Regions from separate parts of the Canis lupus genome. Here region 2 is linked to region 1. A link is a contact called in public Hi-C data. All regions are on one chromosome and are shown on one strand. Each heading gives the region's core, a stretch centred on a gene start, on an enhancer-like site or on the middle of the called end of the contact. The rest is flanking DNA. Distances are from core to core; before and after follow the strand shown.

What was found. Hi-C and Micro-C count contacts between places; a contact is called where the count stands out from the background.
Region 2: a contact with region 1 is called in a Hi-C map of skin fibroblasts, with 4 times the contacts expected there. The contact joins two enhancer-like sites. A contact is called at or near these places in 3 of 9 Hi-C or Micro-C datasets (amygdala, blood and skin fibroblasts).

Annotation. Positions count from the first base shown.
Region 1 is chr27:12,723,806-12,731,324 of UU_Cfam_GSD_1.0, reverse strand. The region is part of intron 2 of GPRC5A (retinoic acid-induced protein 3); the gene reads right to left. Among named protein-coding and RNA genes, the nearest start is that of GPRC5A, 8.0 kb to the right of the region's middle. Within about 2 kb of position 1,719, at least 4 of the 20 cell types and tissues checked have an H3K27ac peak or open chromatin away from gene starts, as enhancers often do.
Region 2 is chr27:12,874,490-12,881,442 of UU_Cfam_GSD_1.0, reverse strand. It overlaps GSG1 (germ cell-specific gene 1 protein), which reads left to right. Exons shown (of 6, transcript XM_038576855.1): 4 at 411-563; 5 at 1,204-1,315; 6 at 3,264-3,684. The coding sequence ends at 3,609. It overlaps FAM234B (protein FAM234B), which reads right to left. Exons shown (of 13, transcript XR_005379883.1): 13 at 4,420-6,840. Among named protein-coding and RNA genes, the nearest start is that of GSG1, 15 kb to the left of the region's middle. Within about 2 kb of position 1,837, at least 4 of the 20 cell types and tissues checked have an H3K27ac peak or open chromatin away from gene starts, as enhancers often do.

The sequences.
Region 1 (7,519 bases), core at 470-2,969:
ATAGACAAGATTTCTCTGGCCCTTCACAGCTCTATGAGATGCTGTGATCAACCCTAGGGAAAAAGAACACCTTTTTCTCTTTTTTCCATTTGATATCTTCAAGATCCAACTACAAGTCAGAGAACAACACAATGGGATATGGAACCAGCCATTGCTCACTAACTGTCCAGGGCAAAGGAGCACCTTCCTCAATGCACACAGAATTCAAACATCTGCTTCCCTTAAAGATACAAAATCTGAGGGCACCTGGGTGGCACAGTCAGTTAAGCATCTGATTCTTGATTTCGGCTCAGGTCACAATCTCAGGGTTGTGGGATCCAGCCCAGACCCACTGGGCTCCATGCTCAGCCAAGACTCAGCTTGAAAGATTCTCTCCCTCTGCCCCTCATCCCACCTCCCTCTCAAATAAATAAATAAATAAATAAATAAATAAATAAATAAATAAATAAATAAACAAACCTTTAAAAAAAAAAGATACAGAATCTCCATTTCAGTTAAATGAGGTAGTTATCGCCCTAGCATTGTTTAATTTTCATGGTAAGTAGGGGAAAAATTATATATATGTGTATATATATGCAATATAAAACACATAATTACATAAATGAATATTATGTATATGTTGGAATATTATAGGTATGTTAGAATACAATAACTTAAGTAATATAAATAACAAATAATTGATAGCTTCAATCTATCTTCCTAACTTTGTTTTTTTAAGATTTTATTTATTCATTCATGAGAGACACACAGAGAGAGGCAGAGACACAGGCAGAGGGAGAAGCAGGCTCCCTGCAGGGAACCCAATGCAGGGCTCGATCCCAGGATCCCGGGATTGTGACCTGAGCCAAAGGCAGATTCTCAAGCACTGAGCCACCAAGTGCCCCTCTTCCTAATTTTTTAATGAAATTTGGCTCCCCAAGCTTAACTTTTTATTGTATAGTCATTCATTCAACCAATATTTCCCGAGCACCACTATGTGCCCATCACTAAATAGCCAGTGGTAAAGGGGAAAACCGGCAAATGCCCTAGCATAGACGGGACAGACAGACAGACATAATCTGCCACTACTTCCACGGCCTTCCCAAGTCCTTTCGTCAGCAGGGGTCTGTCACGGGGGTCTCTACTGCATGGAAATCACACCACAGTCACCCCTACCACATTCACAGAGCAAAGATGGAAATACCTCTTCAGGGCAGCAAAGAGTGAAATATGGGAGGAAGAGGGCGGGCAAGGCCTGAGACAACACACGTGCCCAAAGTCTGGTTTGCCTCGCCTCTGAACGCCCGCTCTGCGGTGGTGAGGGGAAGGGAGGTGCAGACCTTGTCAGTGCGGGTGCTGGGAGGTTGGGAGAGGAAGAAGGGCCCCCTCCCTTGAATGCAAGCACAGTGGGAAGGGAGGGACCCAGGCTGGGCACATCTCCCTGCTCACCTTCGCCTCTCCCCCTCACCCCCTCCCATCAGTCATAAGGGCGGTGTCTAGCTGGAAAGGTATTTCTCCCTCCCGGCCGCCCGCCTGCCGCTCCTTCCCCACCCTCTAGGTAGTGCTGTCCCTTGCCAACTGGTCATGAGCATCACGGGGAATTATATGAACTTTGGGCCTGATGACTCTATCTTGACGGAGACTGATGAGGTGTTTGCCTATAGGAGAGTCGGGGTGCTGGTCAGAGGAAGAGTGAGGCAGAAACCTCCCATCCCCCAACCTGGACCTCCAGGCCCATCTGTTCTGGTGGCAGGTGTGCAGGAGGCGGGTGTGTCTCGAGACCTCCTGGCATCTGCAAACCAGGCCACAGGTGTACAGAGGTGGGGGAAACCAATTTCCCTCCATTTCAATTCCACCTCCCACCCCAATCACGCACAGGAGATGGAGAAGCAGACTCTGAAGTCCCTTTAAAACATTATTTTGGGGGGGCCTGGGTGGTTCAGTCAGTTGGACATCTGCCTTCAGCTGATCTCAGGGTCCTGATATCAAGCTCCAAGTGGGGTTCCCTGCTCAGCGAGCAGCCTGCTTCTTCCTCTGCCCCTCTCCCTCTGCTCCTGCTTGCTTGCTCTCTCTCTCTCTCTCAAATTAATACATAAAATACATTTTTTAAAAAACACTGTTTTTAGGGCAGCCCCGGTGGCTTAGCGGTTTAGCGCCACCTTCAGCCGGGGGCCTGATCCTGGAGACCGGGGGCCTGCTTCTCCCTCTGCCTGTCTCTCTCTCTCAATCTCTGTCTCTCTCTCTCTCTAATAAATAAATTAAAAAATCTTAAAACAACAACAACAACAACACTGTTTTTAAAGAAATGTTGACATTTTCAAGCATACAAAGCCCAAGGGCTCATCATTTGGTTCGGAATTTACCAATCTATGGCCAATTTTGCTTCCTCTCCATCCCCACCCCACTCACTAGACTGTTTTTAAACAAACACCAGGCATCCTATCATTTTATGCACAAATACTTCAGTGTGTATCTCGAAAAGATAAAACTCCCTTTTAACCTAACTACATTTCAAAAGTTAAGAATAACCCTGTCATATCAAATACCCACCTGGGGTTCATATTTCCCAATTCTCTCACAAATGTCTTTTTTAACATGTTTCTTAGTAAATACACTTTTATCTAAGTGACTAATTTTTCTGGAATCCTCCTTACTTCATCTCTGCTAGCCTTCCTCCAACCTCTTCCCCCAGCATGACACCCATTGTGTAACAGGTCCAAATGTCCTCTAACTACTTTGAATTTGGTCAGAGGAAAATAAGACTCATCGGACTCATTAACAAGCAGCTCTGTACAGAGAAGGCCCTGTGTCACCCAGATGAGGAAAAGAGAGGGAAACTGGCTCGGGAAAAAGGCAGGGTTCTGGGAAGCAAAAAAGGGCTAATATAAACTGCCAGGAGTTACAGAAACAGCCTTTGGAGAAGAATGTAAGGGCTGGAGCTAGAAAGAAAAAATTGAATGCGACCAGGGATTATTTGGCCATCATTTGTAACCAAAGTCAAGGACACAGAGATTTAGGGTCCTGCCAAGAGAGGACTAGCTTCCTCAAAGACCAAGTGGGAGCTGAAAGAAGCAATTTACTGTTGGACTGCTCTGATGGCGAGAGTCTCCCCACTAACTCATCCTCAACATGCACCAGGTGTGCTTTAATGGGCTCTGCCCTCTGAACCCTCACCACCTCCTTATACTATAGCTCCTATCATCACTATCTTGCCTCCAACTGCAGCGATGGAGGCACAAGTCAGCCCCCTCACCAAAGTCCCACCACTAGGAGATGACAGGGCCAGGATCCAAATCAGAATTCCAACTCCAAAGTTACACTGCGGAGCCCTCTGTCTGGTAAAAAACTTTAAAGCTGGGAGTGGAGCACCTGGTGGTTCAGTGGTTGAGCATCTGCCTATGGCTCAGGGTGTAATCCCGGGGTGCTGGGATCGAGTCCTGCATCGGGTTCCCCATGGGGAGCCTGCTTCTCCCTCTGCCTATGTCTCTGCCCCTTCTCTGTGTGTCTCTCATGAATAAATAAGTAAAATCTTTAAATAAATAAATAAGCCAGGAGGGACCTGCCATCACGGAGCCAGAGGGGTGGGGACGTGACTGCATCAGCACTCAGGCTCTGAGCATGAACAAAATTCACTGAGGCACAAAGCCTGCCCTTGTGAGTTGCTCCAGCTGTTGGAACTGTGTGTAGCCTCAGATTCCTCCCCGGGAACAAAAGGACTGCCCCCCAGCCTGGCTGCTGGAAGAAGCCCTCCACTGCAGGAGGCAGGCCAGGAAAGGAGGTCTTGAAAGCAGATGAGAACGGGGCAGGGGGCATCACAGGGGTCTCCCCACTTGTGAGCCTGAGGCAGAGGCTCAAAAAGCCAACTTCAGATCAACCTCTGAGTTGGGAAATGGTCTGAGAAATCCCTACCCCACATTTCTGGCCCCAAAGTTCACGTCCTGGGGATTCCATCTCTTCAGGGTCTCGAACATTCTACTTCTCCCAGCCCTAAGGCCAGCCACCCCACTCAGACCACTTCAGATGACCCTCCTCGCTCTCCAGGCTTGTCCTCCCTGAGACCCTCCATTTACGATCGGGGAAGAGCCGTAATCCTGCCCAAAGGTGTAAGGCTCTCCATGCCCGGCCCCTGCCCTCCTCTGGCGCTTCCCACCCAGCACTCTTCACACAGCCCTGCAGTGCCTACTGGTGAGTCTGTGTCTTCCTCTGGGTCTGAAGGCAGGGACTGAGTCGCTGAATGTTTCTCGCCGCTCTCTACACTAGCACCTGACACGTGGTAAAAGCCTAACCAGGATGGTTGAGTGTGCACAGGGATAGAAGCAGAATCTGGTGGGAGAGGAGGGGCCACTCATGAGTTGGGGGGGGGGGGGGTGGAGTGGGGTGTCCCTGGCTTCCTCACTAGCTTCCTGTTTGCTGTCCTGAGTTCTAACTTCCCTTTCTGGGGCACCTGGGTAGTTCAGTGGTTGAGCATCTGCCTTCGGCTCAGGGCTTGATCTCCGGGTCCTGGGATCAAGTTCCACATCAGGCTCCCTGCAGGGAGCCTGCATCTCCCTCTGCCTGTGTCTCTGCCTCTCCTTGTGTGTGTGTCTCTCATGAATAAATAAATAAAATCTTAAAAAGTGATAATAATAATAACCTCCCTTTCTCCCCATCCTCCACCTCCTGTGGGCTGACTAAAACATACTTTAGGGCCAATGCTAGGGGGTTTGGGCCATGTCTGGAACCATGGTCCTAACTAAATGACTCCAGGGGTCTCCCAGGAGAGCATGAATCCTGAGATTTCCCAGGAAGCAGAGAGATTTACTAGAATCTGTCCTCTGTTGCTAGCCAATTCCTTGATGACTAAACCCTGCACTTTGGAGGAACACGGTACAGTTTTCGCATGTGTAGCCTCTGACCTGAGATATAAGGACAGAACTTTTCATTAGTCATAAGGGTGAGACACCCCCCTCCTTCACTTACCACAACTGCTAACCACCCCACTGTCCAGGCACCCAACAACAGCGACAACCAAGACCTTGAAGTCACCTGGCACCGTCCTAAACCCTTCTGAAATGAGTCAAGGCATGAAAAAGAAAAGTTACAAAGGAAAAGGACGCATTGTTGGTAAATTGAATTTAAATAAAATTTTGAAAAAGAAAAAGAAAACGGCGAAGTGAAAGGCAGAAAGGTAAGAGAACAAGAGGAGGAGGTGACAGGGAAGAGGAAAGGTAGGGAGAGGAAGGGGGGGGAGGCAGGAGTCGCTGTCTGGGCTCAAGTCCAAGCCTTGTCTTTACCCCACCCCTTCGGAAAGAAGCGGTTTCCGCTGCGTCAGGTGTGGACACTCTCCTGGAACCTCCCTCCTCTCCTCTGTAAGATGAGGGTGGGGTGCTAAACTAGATGGTGGGAGCCCACTTTCATCCCTCTGGGAAGCTCCCATTAGACAACTGCCCGGGGCGCCTGGGGCTCAGTCAGTTAAGCATCTGCCTTGGGCTCAGGTCATGATCCTGGGGTCCTGGGATCGAGCTTCCATGGGCTCCCTGCTCTGCGGGGAGCCTACTTCTCCCTCGCCCTCTGCCGCTCCCCTGGCTTGTGTGCCCGCGCTCTCTCTCAGATAAATAAAATCTTTTTTTTTTTTTTTTAAAGGCAGTTGCCAAATCTTTCTCTCTCCCCCCCTTCATTCTTCTTCCTGCCCCACCTCCCATCATTAAAAGAACATGTCCTGCCAACTCCCAACCAAACCCCAAAACAGGGCTGGAGGTGACTAAGGGTCTGAGTGCAGGCCAAGGAGAGGGCCAGCAAGCAAACACACACCTGCGAGACCAGGCCACCAGGTAGTGGAGTAACACTGACTCTAGACCTAGACTTGCTCTTGACGACCTGGGACACTGACCAATACAAGCACAAATGCCAAAACTGATGAGTCCTCCAGCATCCCCGAGACTCCTCTCTTTTCCCTGGGGGTGGAGGGGTTGGGAGTGGTGGGGAGGCTGAAGCCCAGACCTGGAAAGTTGCCCAAGCTCCACTGGACGTGCTGTGCCGCCTTCCTGCCCCATTCCACCCTGCCCTGCCCTGCCCAAGAGTATCTGAGCACGAATAACCTGGGGCCTGGAGCCTTGCCAAAGCCAATCTTATCTTCCTCCTATGAGACATATCTCATTCTGTCATCTGAAAATGAAGAGGACAATACTTACCTGTTAGCACTGCCTGAGGGATAATACCGAATAACTTGTGACTGTTGACGCTGAGTCTTCACGTACCCCAGCTGGGCAAATGTGTGATTTTCTAACATTTTAGTCTTCTCTCTCCTCTTAAACTGCCCCCTTCAATATATTATAATAGTCACAATATAAATTATGAAGAAAAATAGTGAGGACTAGTGCCACATCCTGAGTTCCCTGGAGCCAGGCACAATGCTGAGTGTTCACGTGTTTATAGCTTTTCTCTCATTTACACATTTTTACATCTGTTATCCATCTCATTTACTATTCCTACAACCCATTTTACAGGTGAGAAGACTGACTCTTAGCAGTTACATGTCCAGTGGTGCCTGAGCAGCCCAATGGGTTAAGCGTGGGACTCTTGGTTTTAGTTCCAGTTATGATCTCAGGGTGGTGGGATGGAGCCCTAGCCCCACATCAAGCTCTGAGTCTGCTCATTTATGAACTCTGAAGCTTTTCTCCCTGATTCCAGCCTCTCTCTACTTAAACCAACTCTGAGAAGTTCTCTAGTGAGTGATCCTACACTCAATCAACAAACATTTAAGTACCTACTTTGTGTCAGGTACTGTGTTAAGTGTATGAGTCACATAGATCCAAAGTATGGCTTCTGTCCCTGCCAGGACCAATAGGGTCACACTGACATACAAATAAGGGGTTATGGGGTCTGCAGGGATTGCCAAGGGCACATGGGAAACAGCGAGTCATTCTACCTAATGGGTCTTTAAAAAAAAAAAAAATGCTATAAAGACCAAGGAGGTGAAGCATGAAAGATGTGCAATGAACACGGAGAGATTTTTAGGAAGGCAGAAGAGACAGGGCTTGGGGAAAAAAGGGGTCCAGGTAAATTCTCAGATTTCTGGCTTAGGCAACAGAATGGAACTTAGAAAAACAGGCTGGCGAGGACCGATGCCAAACGTAGCCGTGCTGAATCTGAGATGAATATGGGACCTGCAACTGGCAGCATCCAGAAAGGACAAGCATGAGGTCCTCCAGAGAGTTTACTCTGGGCTACACGCTGTTTCACTTAATTCCCACAACAACCCCAATTATTATGCCCCTTTTCTTGCAGTTGAAGCACAGAGAAACTAAATAACTTGCCCAAGATCTCATGGTGCTTAGAACCCAGGCTCCAGGGATACCCCAGTGGCTCAGTGGTTGAGCATCTGCCTTTGGCTCACGGAGTGATCCCGGGGTCCTGGGATCCGGTCGCATCAGGCTCCCTACGGGGAGCCTGCTTCTCCCTCTGCCTACGTCTCTGCCTCTCTCTCTGCGTCTCTCGTGGGTAAATACATACAATCTTTAAAAATAAAAAATAAAGAAAAATGATCAGGGGTTGGGAATGA
Region 2 (6,953 bases), core at 588-3,087, 150 kb before region 1:
GACACAGAGAGAGAGAGGCAGAGAAATAGGCAGAGGTTGGAAGCAGGATCCCCAGGAGCCCGATGCAGGACTCGATCCCAGGACCTTGAGGCAAAGGCAGACGCTCAACCACTGAGCCACCAGGCGCCCCAAGATTTTGTGACAATTAGAAGATTTCCTCTCGAATCTCCTCACCTATTTCCAGTCAGCCAAGTTTCCTTGATTCTCTATCAGGTACTGAGCAGAGCAGAGAGCCCTGGGGGTGACAGCAAAGGACCCACATTAGGGAAAGCCCCCCTCTGGTGCCAGCTCTGTCCCATTCTCCTCTTCTCTGACTCTGCAAGGCTTTCCCTCCTGACAGGCACTGGTTGCTCAGTGTTCAGTCATCCAACTGTCAGGGTGAGGGCTCTTCTTCCTCTGGTTTCTGACAGAGATCCTATGGTTATCACTGGGAGCCCAGTTCTTCTCCATCGGACTTGAATTCGTCAGCTTCCTCCTGCTGCTAATGGACCTGCTGTTCACTGGGAACCCGGGCTACGGGCTCAAGCTGAGTGCCTTCGCGGCAATTTCCTCTGTCTTGTCAGGTGGGTGCCTCCCAGACAGGAGAGAGTGGGTGCCTCATCACCTTTGAGGCACCTCTGCTAGGCTCGTGTGTCTATCGGGAGGGCAGGAAGGAGGAGGCAGGATAAGGAACGGATGGAGGAGACATGTTGCAGGTACATCGGAGTTGGAATGAAATTTTATATTAGATCATCATGTACTTGGCAAAATGATTTCTCTATAGGTTCATCTTCTTTGCAAGGTTTCTCAGTAGGTGAAATACAGTTTGGTTTACTTTTTTCCATTGTACATACCCAGAGCTTTTTAAGATTCCATGGGATCAAGTAAGAGCAAGAGATGCAGATATAAAGATAGATCAAAAATAAATCTCATGCTGAGGGCATGGGTGGGAAGAAGTCAAAAGGCCCTAAGTGAGCATTGACTCAGAAACTTTCCCCTTAGCTCTCCACCTAAAGCCTGGGGCAACCTACTGCAAGGCTATGCATTCAAGGAGAAGCCCCCTTTGCAGATTAGTCTCCCTGGACGTGTGGTGGCAGATGGGAAACGGAGCATCTCAACATAGGCTGTACCCGATGCAAAATGAGGAAAGTTGCTCCAAACTCACATTCCCCAGAGAGGGCAATGCCAGCGTCTGAGGGTGCTGCCTTCCTGTTCCCTCTGTAGGCCTTCTGGGGATGGTGGCCCATATGATGTATTCACAAGTGTTCCAGGCAACTGCCAACTTGGGTCCAGAAGACTGGAGGCCACATGCTTGGAATTATGGCTGGGCCTTCTAGTAAGTGCTCACCATCTCCTGAACCTTCTAGCCCCTCCCCAGCCACCCTGCATTAGATGTTCTGCCCTTGACTAGATGCTTGCTCAGTGTCCTTCTGTCTTCTCTTCGTCGCTCAGCCCAGGAATCTGTCGACCCAATGGCTGGCCCATCAGGCCACACCTGTTCTTTCCCCACCTCCTGTGAAGGTACAGAGAAGATCCTTCTGGCTTGTTTTGTCCAGTCTTTCCAAAGCAACAACTGTAGTAGCTGCTCCCTCACCTGATATATATCTTGCCGTGGGAAATAAGACTGATTCTGCGTGGCTTGTGCAAGTGATGCTCTCTCTGTATTCTATACATTTTATGGTTCAAGGTATTGGAGGACAGAGAAACGAAGAATTAGCCTTGAGATTTGAATTCCATTCCCTGTGAATGGCTGACTCTTCTATAATGAAGAGTAACTTCTTCCTACTTCCATTCTTACTCCACCAAACTGTGAGAAATAACCACCCCTCCCCCACCAGTCATTCTCTAACCCTGAAAGAACGAAGGAAGCAATTACTTTCGGTTTCTCTTAAAAAGAGAGAAGCAGCAACCATGAGAAAATAAACATATTCGAAGCAAATATCCCCTTTGTCTCAGAGTTCCTCACTCTCTCCCTTGAGCAACACATCCTATTCACGGTGCCAGCTTGGACCTGCACTGCTGTCTGGACAAAGTGCTAAGTACTTTAACAGTGCTGAGAAGACAATGCCTCCAGCTGGAGTTTCCAAGCTAACGGAGGCAATATGGACGACTACCCATGTCTGTCATGAGATCCTATCCCCTTTTCTCATGATAGAATATGTGCTGTTTGATTCAGGCGTCTCTGGGCTATTTACCAGGCGCCAGAACTTATTTTCCAGACCCATCGTTTTGCACCTTTCGTTCGCTGTTCTTGGCATTACACCTGCAGAGCTCAGACTACAGCACACTCATCAGAAGCATCCCCAGCCCGGTCTGCTCAGGCTGTCAGAGGCGGCACACGGGAACATGCAGTGCCAGCGTGTGGCCTGGCTTTACCCATCACTTGACCTCATGAAATTCCTCACTAACCTCACACAACTTCCTGTTTCCTGGGCTTCCCAGAATCATGGTGAGAGATTTAGGGGTTGACTTTCCAAGTTTTTAGGAATGTGTCTGATATAGTTCCCTGGTGGTTTTTTTTCTTTGTTGAATCCATCCAGCTTCTCTTAAATCTCCAGCTTCTCTTCCAGCCATTCTAAACTTCCTCAAGCCAAGAACCACATTGTTTTTGTAATAGGCAAATTCTACCAGTACAACATATAATACCTCCAGATTTGTAGTGAATGTTGCCTGCAAGATAGAGGCTCAACTTTGTGGCCCCTAAGACCAACTCAAAACAAAAGAAGATGGAAGAGGAATGTTCACTCCCAGTGTCTGATCTGAGAGAAGGAAAATCTTGGGCAGAATGTGTGTGTGTGTGTGTGTGTGTGTCTCAGGTAGGTGTGGGGTGCTTCACTGGGCTACTCTATATGACTGAGCTATAGGTCTATGAATCTTGGGGGATTACAAGGATAACCACAGCTTGGGAAACCATAGTCCAGAAAACTGTGTGCGTGTGTGTGCCTGAACAAGCACATCAGGAATAAAAGAGCACAGTGCTGATAGCTAAGCAATCCAGTGAAAACGAATCTGTTAAACTCCTAGTCAGACATGTAATACTACAAGAATCATTCTCTTTGATTAGAAAATATTCAGAACATATCCTACTAAGGCAGACCAAATTCAGGCCTCTTAAGCATAGCTCTTTACCTGCAACATGGTAGAAGGGAGCACACTCAGGTCCCCGAATCCATAAGGGACATCGGCCTAGTTTACTGGTTTACTAGTGAGGGATTGTGGTGTTTTTCTCTCAGACCTATAAGTAGGTCAGATTCTGACTGTCTAGTGTTTTTGTTCTTCCCTAGCGTGGCCTGGGTTTCCTTCACCTGCTGCATGGCATCAGCAGTCACCACCTTCAACACATACACCAAGCTGGTGCTGGAGTTCAAGTGTAAGCACAGTAAGAGCTTCAAAGGAAAGCTGAGCTTCCCGCCGCACCACCACCAGTGTTCCCTTCAGCATCTGTCATGCGCGGCCCACACGGGGGGTACTTTGACCAGCTACCACCAGTACCACAATCAGCCCATCCGCTCTGTCTCTGAAGGAGTTGACTTCTACTCAGAGCTACACCGCAAGGGATTCCAACAAGGACTTAGCCGGGGACTAAAGGAAGAGGTGGCAGGGTCATCTGTAGAGGAAGAATTGTGTTAGCAGTAGTCGGGTTTAGAGGGCAGGCTGAACCCAATCTTACATGTTCACTTGTTATCAACATGTACTGAAGCCAAAGTCTGTGTCTTGAGCATGGTTTTCAGAGGGTAAGAGCAAGCGTCTCTGAAAATACAAGTCCAAAGGGGTGCGTGCCCAGAGGCCATCATTCCCTCTTCCTTCCCAGCTCTTTCCTTCTTTTCCCTTCCTGTGTCCCATCTCACCACCCCCCTATCTCCCGCGTTCAGAATCACCTCTTCTCTACTGGTTGCTTGTTATGTGCCAGGTTCTGGGCTAAACAATGGAGACAAAGAGAAGTAAAATCGAGTTCCTGCCTTTTAGGGGCTTATCAGTCTGGTCCTCTATCTGGGGTTTGGAGGAATGCAGGTGGGCAACTCAATAGTCATCCATTGTGGCTCAACCTTCCATGGTGTGCTTTAATTTTCCTAGAAGTCACAGAATGGAAAGCCAAAGCCCTCCTGGGAGCTTGGACATGCAGGACAGATGTCCTCCACACTGCCTATCACAGTGTCCCACAGACTAGATACCAGTGAGAGCTTAAGTATTAACCTAGAAGCTACCAGGAGACTATTAAACACAAGAAGCCTCCCATAGCATGCAGGGACAGGTCCACTTCCAGAAATGGTCCACTGAAGTTATTTAGATGGAATTTATGGTAAAGGACACTTCCCCAATGAACAAGGCCATGGCATATCTCCTCTCTGGATCCCCAACTCATCCATCCACTTGCCCTTCCTCTTTCCCATAAGAGAAAACCATCATGATGGCCAAAGAAGAATGAGAATGACACACAAATGTGTTTCCTATACATAGTATTTATTCTGCAACAATTCACATTTTAAATAGTGCTTCCTGACAATATACCAGCTAGCTCTTCTGTAGTCTGGGCAATAAAAGTAGTAGTTCACATTCAAAAGGGGTTGATATCAGCATACCACACTGGAAAGTGGAGTAGAGACCATCTAGGGGAGGGGAAGATGCTGTCTAGGGTGGATAGAGCAGTCACACTGGCCTTGCTGGAGTGGGGGGAAGGAAGGCGCTCTTCCTATCTTAGATGTCTGGTGGAGTGGGTGCCTACAAGGAGAAGGAAGTGTAGGGACACGTGACAGACTAGCACCCACACTGCTCGGATGAAGCTTCCTTGGTCCTCAGCCACCATTTCAACCCTCTGCCCTGGCTGCAGGAGGGAAGAGAAGCCCAGAGCCTGTCCCATGTCTAGCAAAAAGGGATTCAAAACAAACTATGTGAAGTTAGGTTGTTAACACACCATGAAGAATTTAGTGACTGACATTCTTCTAGCTTCATCTTATTTCTGGGACTCATCCAGCATAAACACAATCTCCTACCCAAAAGGATCCCCCCCAGCTCAGACCAGGTCCTCAGTCAATGACTTTGAATTTTATTCCTCTACCTAAAGTGGCTTTCCCAGAAAGCCTCAACATGGGGAAGAAGGAAGATTAGGTGTAGATGGCTCAGCCCAGGCCACAGGAGCACAAGTCAAGTTTTAGCTATTCAGTCGACTAAAAATTAGTCCTTAGAATCCTCTACTGGGCCAAACAAGATCCCAGACTCTTCTACCCAAGAGATTCAGACTCTAGAAGTGAATCTAGAATCATCCCCATCCTCTCGGGTCTCCTCTAATTGTTGCCCCAAGTTTACAAAAGCTAGACCCACACAAGCTTCTCAAAGTGTTGAAACCAAATTTGCTTTCAGGGGCTTGAGGCCAGGGGATGTCCAGAAACCTGGCAGGCCAATCTGCTGTTTGCTACCACTGTTCTGTTATGTTATAATGCCTACCACTGGGCAAGTAATACATACCCCTTCAAATCTGGGATCCCTAAATTTCTATATTCCCTAAATTTTTCTGGACTCCCTCTATTAATACAAGCTAAAAGATACTGGCCCAAGTAAAGACAAAACCTGAGTTGTACTCGGGTATGATCAAAATTATTCAAGAAGAAAAGCAGTTCTCTACTGGCTAACATGGCATTTTCTGGTATATAAACAATGACCCAGAAGTTTAGGAAGGAACTTAATGGAAGTAAAATATTTATGGAAGAAGGCAGAAGTAAGCAGTGGAGGTAATTCTAAAGAACTTAACCAATGATAGAAGTTACAGTACTTACACGTAGGAATTTTCTCAAAATATAGCACTTCAAAGGTTCTACAAGGAGATGTTGCAGGCAAAGTGGTTGCATACGGGACTCAAGGAGCAAGAATAAAAATCCAGAAACCACTCTGCTCTCGTGCAAGCAAAGCAAAAATATCTCTGAATAAAATAGAGCAAATGGGAGGCAGTACAGAGGATGGCCAATTAAAGATTGCTAGGAAATCAGAGTGGCAATGAGGCAGGGATAAGGCTACCTGCCTGAATCGTCCCCAACTTCACAGACATAAGGACAGCACACACACAAGCATTTCCGAAGTTACTTCAGGGAAAAGGTCATGATGGGTAGACCAATCAAAACCACATAATAACGGGGACCTTGTTAGAGGGTGGTCATAAACTGTGCTTCTCTAGCTCCCTTTCTGACAGGAATGTGGTGGTCGTTATGGTCAAGTGTGTAGAGTTGGAAAGTTCGTGAGGAGGGAGGCTCCCACTGTCTGTCTCCGTGCTGCCTGGCTGGGGAAAAAGCTAAGGTACAGGTGGTGAGAGAACACAGAAGGGAAAGGACAAATGGCCCTGAATATCAGAGGCAGGGCACCTGGAAGTTTCAAGACGACCAAACCAACCAGATGTATTTCAGGAGGACAAGAAATGGGTGGGGGATGGGGTGGGGGTGGTGGTGTTCAGGTCCCCTGGAGCTTAGAACATCTGGAAAATGTCATCACAATACCAATACATACACACATGTGGCATAACGCAAAACAAAATGTTCCAGGGAAGACCTTCACCAGAATTCCCTAGTAAGAGCTTATAAATTAGACATACAAAAAATAAAACATAATATTCACATTTCCAAACTATCCATGGAGTGCCCAGAGGGGTTTATGTAGGGACTGAAAAGGTAGGTCAGATACCCCAGCCAAATGGATCGTGCTGTCATCAAAGAACTCCCAATGTGCCCTCCAAAGTGTTTTGCAACAATAATGCAGAGGTGGTGAAATGAGGTTGAAGTCTTCCTTCTCTCCAAAGAACTGACGTTACACTCATGGGAGAGAGACAGTACCACTCTGTTCATTTCTTCTGAAACTGAAGATTCCATCGGACTATATCTAGGGGAAAGAGTGCAAGCATCAGCAACTTTCATCTTTTTTCATGATAAAGAAACCCAAAGGTCAGGCTTTTCCTCTACTTTTCTGTCCTTTGTCTAGCCCCAATAGTTCTT